Linked DNA regions of Sus scrofa: all the other regions are linked to region 2. The links are chromatin contacts, called in public targeted proximity ligation maps. All regions are on one chromosome and are shown on one strand. The core of a region is the stretch at or near the end of the contact, and the rest is flanking DNA. Distances in the headings are between cores, read along the strand shown.

Evidence for each region.
Region 1: a contact with region 2 is called in a targeted proximity ligation map of skeletal muscle, with 2.3 times the contacts expected there. A contact is called at or near these places in 3 of 47 Hi-C or Micro-C datasets (embryonic fibroblasts, heart right ventricle and skeletal muscle) and 1 of 2 datasets of targeted methods (skeletal muscle).
Region 3: a contact with region 2 is called in a targeted proximity ligation map of skeletal muscle. A contact is called at or near these places in 8 of 47 Hi-C or Micro-C datasets (epiblast stem cells, heart right ventricle, liver and 4 more) and 1 of 2 datasets of targeted methods (skeletal muscle).

What each region holds. Positions count from the first base shown.
Region 1 is chr3:5,000,684-5,005,149 of Sscrofa11.1, reverse strand. USP42 (a long non-coding RNA gene) reads left to right here. Exons shown (of 18, transcript XR_002342221.1): 17 at 684-727; 18 at 1,732-2,744. It overlaps CYTH3 (cytohesin-3), which reads right to left. Exons shown (of 13, transcript XM_021086079.1): 13 at 2,949-4,466. Among named protein-coding and RNA genes, the nearest start is that of USP42, 45 kb to the left of the region's middle.
Region 2 is chr3:4,933,588-4,938,271 of Sscrofa11.1, reverse strand. All of the region lies in intron 1 of CYTH3 (cytohesin-3), which reads right to left. Among named protein-coding and RNA genes, the nearest start is that of CYTH3, 35 kb to the right of the region's middle.
Region 3 is chr3:4,856,845-4,861,416 of Sscrofa11.1, reverse strand. No RefSeq gene overlaps it. Among named protein-coding and RNA genes, the nearest start is that of CYTH3, 41 kb to the left of the region's middle.

The DNA.
Region 1 (4,466 bases), core at 35-2,534, 68 kb before region 2:
GGCCTCTGGGGTGAAGCAGCGAGGGCTCTGTGTGCGCAGTGGGCCTGCAGGGATTCTGCGCTTTGGCCAAAATCATCCCTTCCCCCTGCGGGTCTCCTGCAAGGAGCACCGCTTGAGGCCACCAGCTCGCCCACAGAGCCGGCCCCAGGGGAGGGAGAGTGGCAGGCGAACCCCAGCAGCGGACACTTGGTAGTCCGGCTGCGTGTCTGGGGTCAGGTGGTGGCCCTGTTCCTGTCCTGGACGTGATGGCACCTGTGCTGTGAGCTGACCGAGGGCCCCCAGGCCGAGCATCTCTGGGGGGGCGGAGGACGGAACTCTGCCTGCCTGTGTGTCTGCTGTCCTGGTCCCTTGACCATTTACCTCTTTCAGACTCCTGTTCTCTGGCACCTTTGAACTCAGTGTCTTTGGCCTAAGAGCTGTTCTTGCCTGACGCCCAAATGCCTTCTGCTGGGGTGAGAGTGGGCTGTTTCCGTGGGGATGCGGCCCTCAGGCATCACATGAACTGTTTTCAGTAAAACTCAGAGCTGCAGCTCATCCGTGCTCCTCCTCATGTAGGACTGATTTCAGGCAACGAGCTACTGAGAACTGGTCCTAAGTGTGATTACCTAATGCACACAGAGCATAGGCCCTAAACGTATTGTAAAACCATCATTAAAATCTGTTTCCCAACCTTTGCTTTTTAGGTGATTGAAAACTTGGCCTCAGAGCAAAGAATTCACTAGTTACGGTAAGCTGTCGGCCTACGTCTGTTTGCCTAGTCGTTCGGGGAGCCACCAGGGGGCCCCAGAGAGGAGCGCTGGGCCGCGGGCGGCGCTGGGAGCAGAGGGAGACGGAGCCGCTACCCGGGCGGGGGAGAGGGTTGGGTCCCTGAACTCAGTCGCTCCCTTCCCTCCTCCTGGTAAGAAAAGGAGGGAAGGTTGAAGCTTCAGAATCAACAGTCACTTGATAAACATTTGAAAGCTGGAGAAGCCATCGCCTCAACCCAGACGCAGCTCCCAGTTGGCCTGAGCGAGGAGATCCCTCCCCGCCCACCCGTCCTTGAGCTCCGGGCACCCCCAGCCTCCCCCAGCTGTGGGTACCGTGCCCAGCCTGGAGCCCTAGCCTCGCTAGATCTCAGGCCTGCTTCAGACAACTAGGACTTGGCTTTGTTTGAGGTTCGGGCGCTTTGGGGGAGCACATCAGGCGTGGGGTGTCATTTTCCACTGGTTTCATTCGGCGGCCCTGGGAGGCAGGACCTGGTGGCGTGAGCCCTGACGTGCTGGGGCGCGGGGGCGGCCAGCCAGCCCCTGGGCTCTGGGAAGGCAGTTTCGTCCAGACGGGTAACTTCAGCAAAGGGGGGGTTAAATGGATGTCCGGAACCGTCTGCAGATTAATTCGCAGCTGATTCACGCCCGTGGCCAGTGCGTGCTCCGGGCCAGGTCTACGCCCGAGTCAGGAATGAGGAGAGGGCGGGACGAGCGCAGCGGGGGCCCGGCGGGCGGGACCCGCGCCCAGCAGGTGGCGCCCTCCTCGAGGGAGCGGCACCAGCTGCCTGGGCTCCTGCGTTTAGAACCGCCTGGTTCCTGGACTGCCCTTCAGGAGGGCGGTTGCCTAAGGAAGAGGAGTGCCCCCCCCCCCGCACCCCCCGCCCCGGGTGGGTGCCGGGGTGGGGGGACCTCCCTGGGCCCTTTGTTCCAACTTCCTGCCTCTGGCCGACTAACTAACTAACGCCTGTTGCCTGCTGTCTTTCAGATTCAACGTGTTCAACAGAAGCCATCCCCAACCCAGCTTAAATTATAGAGAAAATAACTTTGTTCAAATCTGCGTGGTGCTTCTTTAGTAAATACTGTACAGATTTTACCATGGAGGACTTTTTTTTTTAGTTTTTACCTTTTCTTAATTACCCTTATTCCAAATGGACGAACACTTTCTACAACTGCTGACCACTGTAAAATACTGTGTATATAAATCACATTGAAATAACGCCCTGGACTAGAACATCTCAAATGCTGCTTAATCACAGACTCAGGTTGATCACTCGTATTCCATGTAACGCTCCTCCGAGTTAGCTAGCCGGTGCAAGACCAGCCGGGACACCATGGAATTATTAAAAGTACAAACTGACAGTGTGTATATTTAATTTAAAAACTTATTTAAAGATTCACACGCTCTCAATGAGACTTTTGAGAGCAGTCTGTTTTCTGTAATGTCTGATACTAGAAACTAATTTGCTTCATATTTTAGTTGTATTCAAGATTTGAAGATGTATTTTATAGACAAGTTCTGTTTTTGAACTTCGTGGAACTATTCCAATCAATTTACCAGTTATGATGCGTATTTACATTATGAATGTATAATCCAAACATTATTTGTAAGGCCTACAGTATGTTTTTATTACCTAACTTTTTTATACAGTGTCTCTTGTCTTGACTATGATATTGGAGTCTGAGTTGTCGGCTTGGTCCCTTAAAGTTTCTAGTTACAGACAAAATCATACTGTGATTTTATTTTTAATATGGATATGCTATCAAACTGTGATACACTTATAATTCACTGGTCCTGCATCAGGAGATGGAGTGGGGAAAACTGTATTTGATACAGTTCGTATCTGAATAATCTGTATGGTTTATACAGTTTGTGTTGTTCAGAGATGTCTAAAGAAGTTTGATCTTTGTTTTTTTAAAGATTAAAAAAGCACTTGCCCCACTGTAAATATACAGCATGGAAAATTTATATAGTATATAAATGGCAGCAAATTAAACCTTTTTTGTGTCTTTTTCATTTATTTTTTCCCGCTCTTTTCCCCATTTACTCACCGACGCTGCTCATGGGCTTCTTCCTCTGCGTTCACTGTCTCAACATCTCCAGGGCACAAGCCACGGGCTCTCGGCCCCAGACTGGAGGTACAGACAGACCCCAGACGGGTGCGGGGAGTCTCCTTATTTTAAAGAAGCCAGTCATAGGCCGTGTTGTTTTAACAGCGTGTTTTTATTTAATGAACACACTATTTGCAGTCTGACAGCCACACACCCTGCAACGTTACTGCTCACTTTACAGCAAAATGTCAATATAGGCTATTTCTTCATGCGCCTTGTGGGAGTCTATACAATGAAGAACAAGCACTCCAGAAATCAATCTATATGTACATTATTTACATATTAACTATATTTACTGTCAATAGAAATGTTCTCTAAGAAAAAAATAAAACAAGAAATCACAATGTGTGGTTTCTGGTCTACAACAGACCTAACTTCTTAGCAAAGCACATCTATGTAGATATATGCATTTTAACTCGAAAAATATGCATTGCTTTATATGCAGCATTAAATGCTGCTTCACCCATGAACAGCTCCTGTTCGGACTCCGTTTGGTACCACATTAAACTGCTCAAATATGTTCCACATCCTGACGACACTGGCTTGTCTGGGTCCAGGGTCGGCCAAGTAAACCTTGGGTTAAGGGCGGCGGGCGGGCGGGCCCTGGAAGCCGGGTCTCCCGGGCAGGGACCCCCTTCCCCGCCTCCTGCCCCTGGTCTCTGGAGGAAAACTCTTTGGCCAGAGCGGGGGCAGGTCATTCAAGCACTGAGTGCAGACCGGCGCGGGGGAGGAGGAGGACAGGCCAGCTCGGTGAGGTCCGGGTGGGCGGCCGCTGGCCACGACCCGCCCACACAGCCCTGCCCCGGCAGGTGACAGCTTAGGCCTCTCAGGTTAACACTGTCGCCACAGAACCTGGAATTAGGATGTCACCAACACTCCGATGGCAAGTGACAACAAAGATCCTGAGCACGCAGTCGTCTGCGTCTTTCTGGGAAGCTCCCCTCGGGTCAGATTTCTCACGGGGCGGGGGGGGGTTTAACTCACTTCTCCCAACCCCACCCTGGGGCAAACCTGCAAGACAGAAAGCCCAGCATCCCCCGGGTCCTACCTGGGTCAGACAAAGGCGAGAAGGTGCTTCCCGCAAAACACCCATCTAGCTGGCGCCAGGGCCACCCCCAGTGCCGGGGGCGGGGCCAGCCCGAGGGGTCGCCACCGGCAGGGTGGCCTGCGGTCTGGCCAGCATCCGTTGACGCAGCCCGAGTTCTGACACCTGCCGACCTGTCTTTCTCAAAGCCAGAGTTTCCAATGTGAGGTATCAGTACAGTAGCAACGGCTAAGAGCTTGGGAACGACCGGAAAAGATCAGTTTGATGCATGTTGGAGAGTGGTCCGTCCCCCCCCCCACCCCCGCCCCGAGTCTACTGTGACTTAAAGCTACGGCCAGGTCAGCCGCACGAGGCCAGGCCGGGGGCCCACAGCCGCTCAGCCCCAGCGTGGCGGCAGCTCTCAGCAACGGTCCCCTCTGCTCTTTAGACTTCCGTGTGAGTGCGGACAGACCGAGGGCTGTGCGGACCTGGCTTCCAGGGGATGACCTCGCAGGTGTGCAAACTGAGGTGTGCCCGCGTGGGGGAGGGGAAGGGAAGGAGGTCCTGTGGAGAAGAGACCCGCCACC
Region 2 (4,684 bases), core at 1,497-3,996:
AGGGGGTGTTCCTCCTGTCCTGCTGGTTCTTGTCCCTCCGTCCCTCCCTCTGTTTTTAAACTTGTGTGGCCACAGCGTGCAGCAGCTCGACATGGGATCTCCGTTCCCAGCCAGGGACCAAACCCTGGCCACGGCGGCCAAAGCGCTAACCACCAACCAGGAGGCCCCGAGGGAACGCCCAAGAGGGTGTGTGTTGTCAAAGGCAGCAGATCTGTGACTGGCTCCCGCCTTCGGGGCTGCAGGAGCGGACAGGCCTCCACCCGAAGATCCCCCCACGCCCACCACACCCCCAGCCCTCTTGCAACGGTCCCCAGCGCTCCCTGCCGGGAAGCCCGGACCACAGCGCAGTCGCGGGCAGACGACTTCCCGTTCACACACTTCTAAAGGGCAGGATGCTCGAGGGGTTTAATGGGGGGGGGGGCATGCTATTTTAGGGCAAAGCAGCCCAGTGGGGTGGAATGCATGTGGTTTTATCTCACAGTCCCGGAGGGAAGGTGAGGTCGGAAAGCCCAGAGATGCTTCCAGCTCCTCTGTGGCGGAGGTCCTGCGAACTTTCCAGTCACCTCCTGAAACCTCAGCCGGAGCTGCTGGGTTTCCTGACGCGATTCCAAGCTCTGACTGAGAGTCAGGGTCTCCCAGGGGCCGGGCAGGACCGCGCCGGCTTCAGGTCCCTGACGGGCGAGCACAACTTGGGCGAGGAGGGCGGCTTCTCCAAGTCCCCGAGGCTGGTCAAGGGGCAGCCTGGCAGAGGCGTGATGCTCCCGGCCTTTAAACCCAGGAAATGAGAGGCGAGGCTTCTGAGAAAAGAAGAAGGCACTGGCCTCTAAGTGCTGAAATCCCCTCAAAATGGACCGCAGGAAAGGAGACAGGCACCGAGGGAAGGAGAAATCAAATTCAAGGAAAAACTCAGGTAGTGACACAGCTACGAAGTCCGCTTTTCAAAGCAGCTCTAAGCCTCGGGTGAGAAGATACACTGTGCAAATGGCTGTGGTTTCGTTTTTTTGTTTGTTTCTTTGGGTTTTTTTGTTTTTTTTTTTTTTTTTTTTTTTTTGCTTTTCAGGGCCACACCCTCGGGACATGGAGGTTCCCAGGCTAGGGGTCGAATCGGAGCTGTAGCCACCGGCCTACACCACAGCCACAGCCACGCCAGATCTGAGCCGCATCTGTAACCCACACCACAGCTCACGGCAACGCCGGATCCTTAACCCACTGAGCAAGGCCAGGGATCAAACCCTCCACCTCATGGTTCCTAGTTGGATTCGTTTCCGCTGAGCCACGATGGGAACTCCTGCAAACAGCTTTTTTAAAAATAAAAGTCCAATAGTACCGAAAGGCTCCTAATGAAAAACACAAGACTGTCTCAAATAGGGGAAAACAGCGTTTGGTGAAATTCAACAGCCCTTTCTGATTAAAAAAAAAAAAAAAAAAAAAAAAAAATGTGGTAAACTAAAAATAAAAGAGTTCTTAACCTCAGCAAAGGGTCTGTGGCAGAAACCTACAACAATCATTAGACTTGGAAACGTTCCCAGTAAAGACGGACCAAGGACGGGTGCCACCCACACGGACAGCTGCCTCCAAAGCACAAGGCTGGGGAGGTTCGCGATTGCCGCTGGGGCGCATCGGGTTAAGAATCAGACCGCAGGAGTTCCCGTCGTGGCTCAGCAGTTAATGAACATGACTAGCATCCGTGAGGAGGCAGGTTCGATCCCTGGCCTCGCTCAGTGGGGGGGCGCTGTCATGAGCTGTGGTGTAGGTCGCAGACGTGGCTCAGATCTGGCGTGGCTGTGGCTGTGGTGCAGGCCAACAGCTGCAGCTCCGACTGGACCCCTAGCCTGGGAACCTCCATATGCGGTGGGTGTAGCTCTGAAAAGACAAAAAAAAAAAAAAAAATCTGACTGCAACAGCTCAAGTCACTACATTCAATCCTCAGGTCCAAGCATGGATCTAGCGCTGCTGTAGCTGTGGTGTAGCTGGTAGCTGCGTCTCAGATTTAATCTCTGGCCCCAGAACGTTCTGTATGTCACAAGTACAGCCATTTAAAAAAAAAAAAAAAAAAAAGGCGCCTGGGGAGGTTTTCCCAGGGCTTGCAAAGGGAAGCATGTCCATCAACTAAGTTCTCCGTAAGCAGTAAATCTGTAGTTCTCCACCCGAGGGGGCTGTCAGGGTCTCTGCACATCTTCCAAGACGAAAACATCTCATAAACTTTATTGAAAACGTTCCTCAAAATGTTAGGATCCCCCAGCAGAAAATTCCACCGTGAATGTGAACAAGTGGGACCTCGGCTGAACCAGGATATAAAAACGCTAACTTTGCGGCAAACAAGAGCCTCCGATTTGCTTCGGGGTCTGTTTCTTTAATCAGGAAAATGTGGGAGACTTCAACGAGCGGATCGGTGCTCGGGCTCACTCTGACTCAGCGTCTCCTATTTAAACAAAAATGTATTAACGATGACTGGGGACACGTGAAGCTTCCCCTTGTTTTCCAGCCTGATTTAGGGTTTGGCGGGGCCGCACCCCGGCTCACAGAGGAAAGGCCTAAGGACCTGCCTTCCTGAGCCTCCGTTCCTCTCCCTCTCTTGAACCACTGCCCGCCACCTCTTCCCCGTGCCAAAGAGGCACCGTCAACAGATCACAGGGCACACTGGGAACGGCTTCGAGGGCAGCTCCGCGGTCACACGCATCTGCTCTGGAGCTCACGCTCCAGCCCCGCAGGACAGCAGCGCACACTCACGAACATGCCCCATAGCCCAGCTCTGTTCCAAACGCTCGGGCCAAACACGGAGCACTTCGGAGGGAGGAGAAGGGCTGGAGAGCAGTCTTTGTGAGCAAAGACTCGAGTTCGCAAGCTGTGTGGGAGGCAGGATTCAGGGGTCAGGCTAGGCTGAAAGAGCCAGGCTGGTAGCAAAGAGTGTGTGTGTGTGTGTGTGTGTGAGTGTGTGTCCCCCAACGCCCCCGGCACATGACCTTAAAAATTAAAAATGAACAGTTTTAAAGCAAGGAGAGGAGGCAAAGGAACTTTTATCTGCCTCCGAGCCAGGCTCGACCTTAACATTTTAGCTGCTGGAGATCCGGGCTGTCCCGAGACCTGCCTCCCACTCCACCCCCTCGGCCCAGACCACAGACGGTCCCCTCACGCCCAACACCGGAGGCGCCGTCAGAGAGTCAAACCCGCCCTTTTAAATAGATTTCCTCCTCCTCCGTCGCCTCGTCTTGGTCTTTTCCTTACTCCTGTGACGGCAAAAGGTCCCTCAGTTCTGAGAGGCGTCTTTATGGGTCATGCAGAGCCCCTGCGGCTGTGGGGACAGCGAGGACACAAGACGCTGCCCAGGGCCACGCGGCCCCTTCGCTCTGAAGGCTCCGGGAGCGGATTCCAGCAGGAGACGGAGCCACCGTGTACACACGCCCACCGCACGTCTCAGCGCCGAGCAACAGATGTTTAGCAGCTGTCCAGCAAGAGTGCAGGCTGGAGGAACAGGAGGTGAAACTTGACGGAGCCAGAGAAAAAGAGAGGCGGGAGTGCAAGGAGGAAACACCCGGCTGAAGGCAGCCGGGCACCAGGGCGCCCTGACCGACCTGTCTCAGCCGGGTGCTACCATCTGCCGCCAAGGCGGTAAGAGCGGCCACGTCTTAATTTTACACACACTCCCCCAAACGTTACAGCATGCCTGCTTCTATTTTTAAAAATATGATGCCTCGTTTAGCTTATAAAGAAACTGTACCTCGCTACCGCCATGGAGCACTCGTTTTCCTGGGAGGCGCGCGGAGCGGGGCGCACGTGGTCACCAAGCGGAGCCCAGCCGCGGGCAGGCCAGGGGCCACAGCTCAGCTCCTCCCGTGTGAGCCTGTGCGAGTTACTGCATCTGGTTAAGTCTCAGATTCCTCGTCTGCACGGAGGGGCTGGCAGGCCTATCTCGAGGACTGCTGTGAGAACCGGCAAGGAGCTACGATGCCCCCTCCAAGTGCTAGGGCAGCGGCTGGCACGCCGCAATTAACCACTGACCAGTGGCACTCTTGCTGCTGCTGCTACTATTGTATTAACTACTATTAACACCTTTCACCTAGACACTTACAAGGAGTTTCTCCCCCTTAAAGCAGAGCCTCAGGCACCTAAAACTAACAATACCTACTCCCATTCTACTGGGGGGCCAGGGGGTACTTTCTTGGTGGTGTCTGGATCTGCAGAGGGCATCGATGACGAATGCAAACCCCAAGGAGACAGACCCAGTCAAAAATAAACACCCGCCATCCCAATCTGCATTCTAGTCTACCAGCCACTAGGCTCAAGGGAAGTGCAGTCCCGGAGGCCTGCAAGCCCCATCTGAAGACTGTTTCTCACCGTGCAATTTCCACGGCGAAAAACCCTGTGTTCACAAGAGGAGCCACGGCTGGCACGCCAACGACAACGCCACACGGCCAACCAATGACAGTGTGGCTCTCGCCGACGCTGACGGATGTCTGCCATGTAATGACACGAGAAGGGCTGGGAGGAAACCCTAGGTACAGAGAATTTGGCTCCCGTTTTGAAAAATATACATATTCACTCACAGAAAAGTCAAGTTGAACACACCAAAATGGTGATCATGACAGAATGAGAGATGATTTTTCAGTCTCTTCTTTGCAATTTTCTGAAAACTTTTAGGAGCTTGTACTTTCACGATCAGAAAAAAAAAGAAAAAGAAAATCGA
Region 3 (4,572 bases), core at 1,612-4,111, 77 kb after region 2:
TGCCAAAAGCTGTGGTATAGGTCACAGACGAGGCTCAGATCCGGTATTGCTGTGGCTGTGGCTGTGGCCACTGCTGTGGTGCGGATTCAAACCCTAGCCTGGGAACTTTCATATGCCACAAATGTGTGGCTGTACAAAGAAAAAAAAAAAAAAATCCGGAGTTCCCGTCGTGGCGCAGTGGTTAACGAATCCGACTAGGAACCATGAGGTTGCGGGTTCGGTCCCTGCCCTTGCTCAGTGGGTTAACGATCCGGCGTTGCCGTGAGCTGTGATGTAGGTTGCAGATGCGGCTCAGATCCCGAGTTGCTGTGGCTCTGGCGTAGGCTGGCAGCTACAGCTCCGATTCGACCCCTAGCCTGGGAACCTCCATATGCCGCGGAAGCGGCCCAAAGAAATAGCAAAAAAAAGACAAAAAACTAAAAAATAAATAAAATAAAAAATTTAAAAAAAAATCCCAGAAACTTTGTTATTCAAATAAAAAAATTTCTTTGTTAGTTTTTATAGTGGTAAAATACGTACCATGAAATCAACCACGTTTGCGTGTACGACTCAGGGGCGCTAAGCGCATTCACGCTGTTGTACAACCATCACCGCCATCTCCTCCAGAACCTGTTCACCTTCCCAAGACTCTATCCCCATTAAAGAGTAACTCCCCCTCCACCAACCCCTGGTCCCCCCCCCCTTTTTTTTGTCTTTTGTCTTTTTAGGGCCACACCCGAGACATATGGAGGTTCCCAGGCTAGGGGTCCAATTGGAGCTGTAGCCACCGGCCTACACCACAGCCGCAGCAACACAGGATCCGAGCTCCATCTGCGACCTACAGCACAGCTCATGGCAATGCCAGATCCCGAACCCACGGAGCGAGGCCAGGGATGGAACCCACGTCCTCATGGATGCTAGTCGGGTTCGTTAACCACTGAGCCACGACGGGAACTCCCCCAGTTCCTCTTGCTTGCTGCCTTACGTTCTTCTTTCCTTAGGGTAACTGCACTGAAGTCTTTAAGCCGATCAGCTCTTGTGTTTGGGGGGATGACCAGGAAGTGGGAGACGGGGCCTGATCTGAAGACAGGGAATTGTAAGAAACCAGAGTCCTTGCTGGCAGCTAGGAAGGGAAAGGACAGCAGGCCGGATCCCACGAAGCCTGGAAGAGAGTAGAAAAAAGGGGTCAGCCCGCAGCCAGTGGGAGGTCCGGGTGCCCCTGGGGGCCAGACAGGCCGCAGGACCAAGAAGCTCAGGGAAGCATCAGCGCTGCAGCCGCCCAGGGAACGGGAGCAGGAGGGCTGGCTGGTCCCCGTCACCACATCTGAGACACTTTCATTCTCACTCCAAATGTTCCCAGTAATTTTCTGTTCAATTTGGTAGCAATACACCCACTTAATAGCAAATCCAATTACTGTGGCTTCTCCCCATTTGTTACCTTAAGGAAGTGGGTTTTTCATACATTAGAGCTTATAACGAATTACTCAAAGCAAGGAAGCCAAATTTCACTCTCATTCCTGGTTCTCAGTTTTTCAGTTTGGTTTTTTGCTTTGGTTTTTTAGGGCTGCACCCGAGGCATATGGACATTCCCAGGCTAGGGGTCAAATCGGAGCTGCAGCTGCCAGCCTACACCACGGCTCATGGCAATGCCAGATCCTTAACCCACCGCATGAGGCCAGGGATCGAACCTGCATCCTCTTATCCTCATGGATCCCAGCCGGATTCATCTCCACTGCGCCACATGGGAACTCCCATTACAGCTGGTTTGTTTTGAACAATCATGTCACAGAGATGAGGGTGTTTCTTGGGTAAAGAACCGAGGAGGACAGGGCTGGCGCTGGTGCTACGGGCTGCAGTGGGAGCTGGCCGTCGGCCACCAAGGAGAGGACGCAGCCTTGGACGACTCGGTGAGGGAGCAGAGCCACTGGGCAGGAAGGAGACATTCAGTCTGTCTGGTTTTATAGGGCAGCGATAGTGAAGGGCTGGGTTCGCCTGAGACTGGAGGGCTTTGGATCTTGCAAGTGGGAAGGACGAGGGGTTCAGGGGCGCTCAGGTCTCTGTCCAGGGCTGGGAGGTGAAATCCTGCTCCTCCGAGCCAGGAACTGTATGCTGTAAAGAGCAGCTCCAGGAACAGGCTGACAGCACCCGCAGGGCTTGGCAACCCTCCGTGGACCCGTTTGCCGGGGCTGGAGGGGCTCCTGTGGAAGCAGCATCTCTCCAAGGAGCCGGCAGTGTAGTGAGCAAGAGTCTGAGCACCCCTTCCAGCACCTTCCAGGGTGACTTCTTGGCACTCCTCGGCAGTCTGGTTTGTCACTTTTCTCCCCAGACCATGGACGTCCCAGGTTGACTTCTGTCTTACTTAGCTGTTTATGCTTAGAGTCTGACACACAATTGCAATGAAATGAAGGCAAGTTTTTATCTTGGCCTCGCCCACAGCAAGCAGAGGTTCCCGGGCCAGGGGTCAAACTGACATCAGATCCTTAACCCGATGAGCCACCAGGGAATTCCAAGACATTGGATTCTCACTGCAAATCCTGGAAAACAAAAAATTACTCTTGCCAAATGCTTCGAGCCCTGGTCCGCTGGTCCTCGGTCTGTTGCACAAAATTCTCAATCCCCGAGTAGGGCCAGGGAGCCAAATTCTGCAGTCTGCTCTCATCCTTAGAATGCTATGCGTGTATTTCCCTAATGAGGACGTGCCACCGCTTTTATGAGCCTCACGGAGCCCAGGACAGTTCACGCGGATGGAGGGCGAGGTTACCAACACCAGACTTTGTGAGGCACACACATCCAGCGTCACCCAAATATAGCCAGTCTGACCTCTCTGGCTGCAAAAAGCAGCCCTAAGCGCTCTGACGTTCCTATCGTGAAACAGGAGAAGGAATGTCCTTCCCAGCTCATCTCCTGAGGACACTGCGGGCCTGGCAGGAAAGCATCACTTCCTGCCCATGACTGAGATGCATTACATCACAGGGGCCATGACTTCCAAGTCCTATTTTTAGAGGTGATGAGGAGGAAGCCAAGTCCGGCTTCGCGTGGGAAGCAGCCCAAGGGTTCTTCCCTGAGCCCGAAGGTCCAGGGGGCCACAGCTTCCAAGACCACCTCAGTTTCTCACGCCGACCTCGTGCACATCCTGAGTCGCCTCGTGGCCTCACAGGGGGCAGCAGAGGATGTTCCCAGGCAGCCTCTCAAGTCCAGCGAACTGTCCTGCCACCAGAGCCAAGGTCAAGCTGTAAACCTGAGTCTGTATTTCCCTTGGGCTGTGCTGAAGGCTGTAGCCCACGTCCCTTCCTACAAACCAGGTCTGGGGACAGCTTAAGAGAGGATGACGTGTTCCCAAAAGTGCAAGATTGAAAGAGACTCTAAAGCCCATTGCTCTTGGACAATAAAAATGCTTAGAATTCAATGAAAAAAAGGCCAAGGGCTCATTGTTGGTGGTTTTTGTCTTCCGTAGGGCCACACAAATGGATGTTCCCAAGCTAGGGATTGAATGAGAGCTGCAACTGCCGGCGTACACCACAGCTACCACAAGCAACTCGGGATCTAAGTCGCGTCTGCAACCTACACCACAGCTCACAGCAACACCAGATCCTTAACCCATTGAGCAGGGCCAGGGATTGAACCCACGTCCTCACAGACACTAGTTGGGTTCGTTACCAGTGAGCTACAGCAAGAGCTCCGGCATATATCTTTTTGAATTAGAGTAAAAACTATTTTTTTTTTTTTTTTTGGTCTTTTTGCCTTTTCTGGGGCCGCTTCCCGAGGCATAATTGGAGCTGTAGCCTCCGGCCTACACCATAGCCACAGCAATGCGTGATCTGAGCCGTGTCTGCAACCTACACCATAGGTCACAGCACCACCAGATCCTCAACCCACTGAGTGGGGCCAGGGATCGAACCCGAAACCTCATGGTTCCTAGCCGGATTCATTAACCACTGTGCCACCAAGGGAACTCCCTAAAACTACATTTTAAAACAAAGACCTGGAGTGTTGTCACTGCAACAGCTTGGGTGACTGCTGTGGTGCAGGTTGGATCCCTGCCCTGGGAACTTCCACATGCCATGACTGTGGCCAAAAAAAGCCCCCAAAAAGTTAAAGAAAATAAAGAATACCTATATATGTACATAAATAACTGAATGACTTTGTTGTATGCCAGAAACGAACACATTGTAAATCAACTATACTTCAATAAAACAATTTATTTTATAATGATTTTTGTTTTTTCCATTATAGCGGGTTTACAGTGCAAGAAAACAACTTTTAATTGAAAAAACTAGAACAAAATGTGGCTTTAAAGATTCGAAATCATGTAAAATAAAGGCAAGAGAGGGAAGGCCTTCTGTGCCCATGGCCCCTGTTCCACTCCCACATCTTCCATCCAGAGAGGAAGGCCTTGCTGTGAAGGTCAATGTTATGTGTCACCAGGACTGGGCCCAGGGACGCCCAGATGGCTGGTGAGACATTATTTCTGGGTGTGCCCGTGAGGGCGTTTCTGAAAGGGATTAGCATTTGAATCAGTAGGCTGAGTGAAAACTGGTTCAAACCAACCTGGGGTGGTATCATCCAAGACTCTGAGGGTCTGGATACGATGAG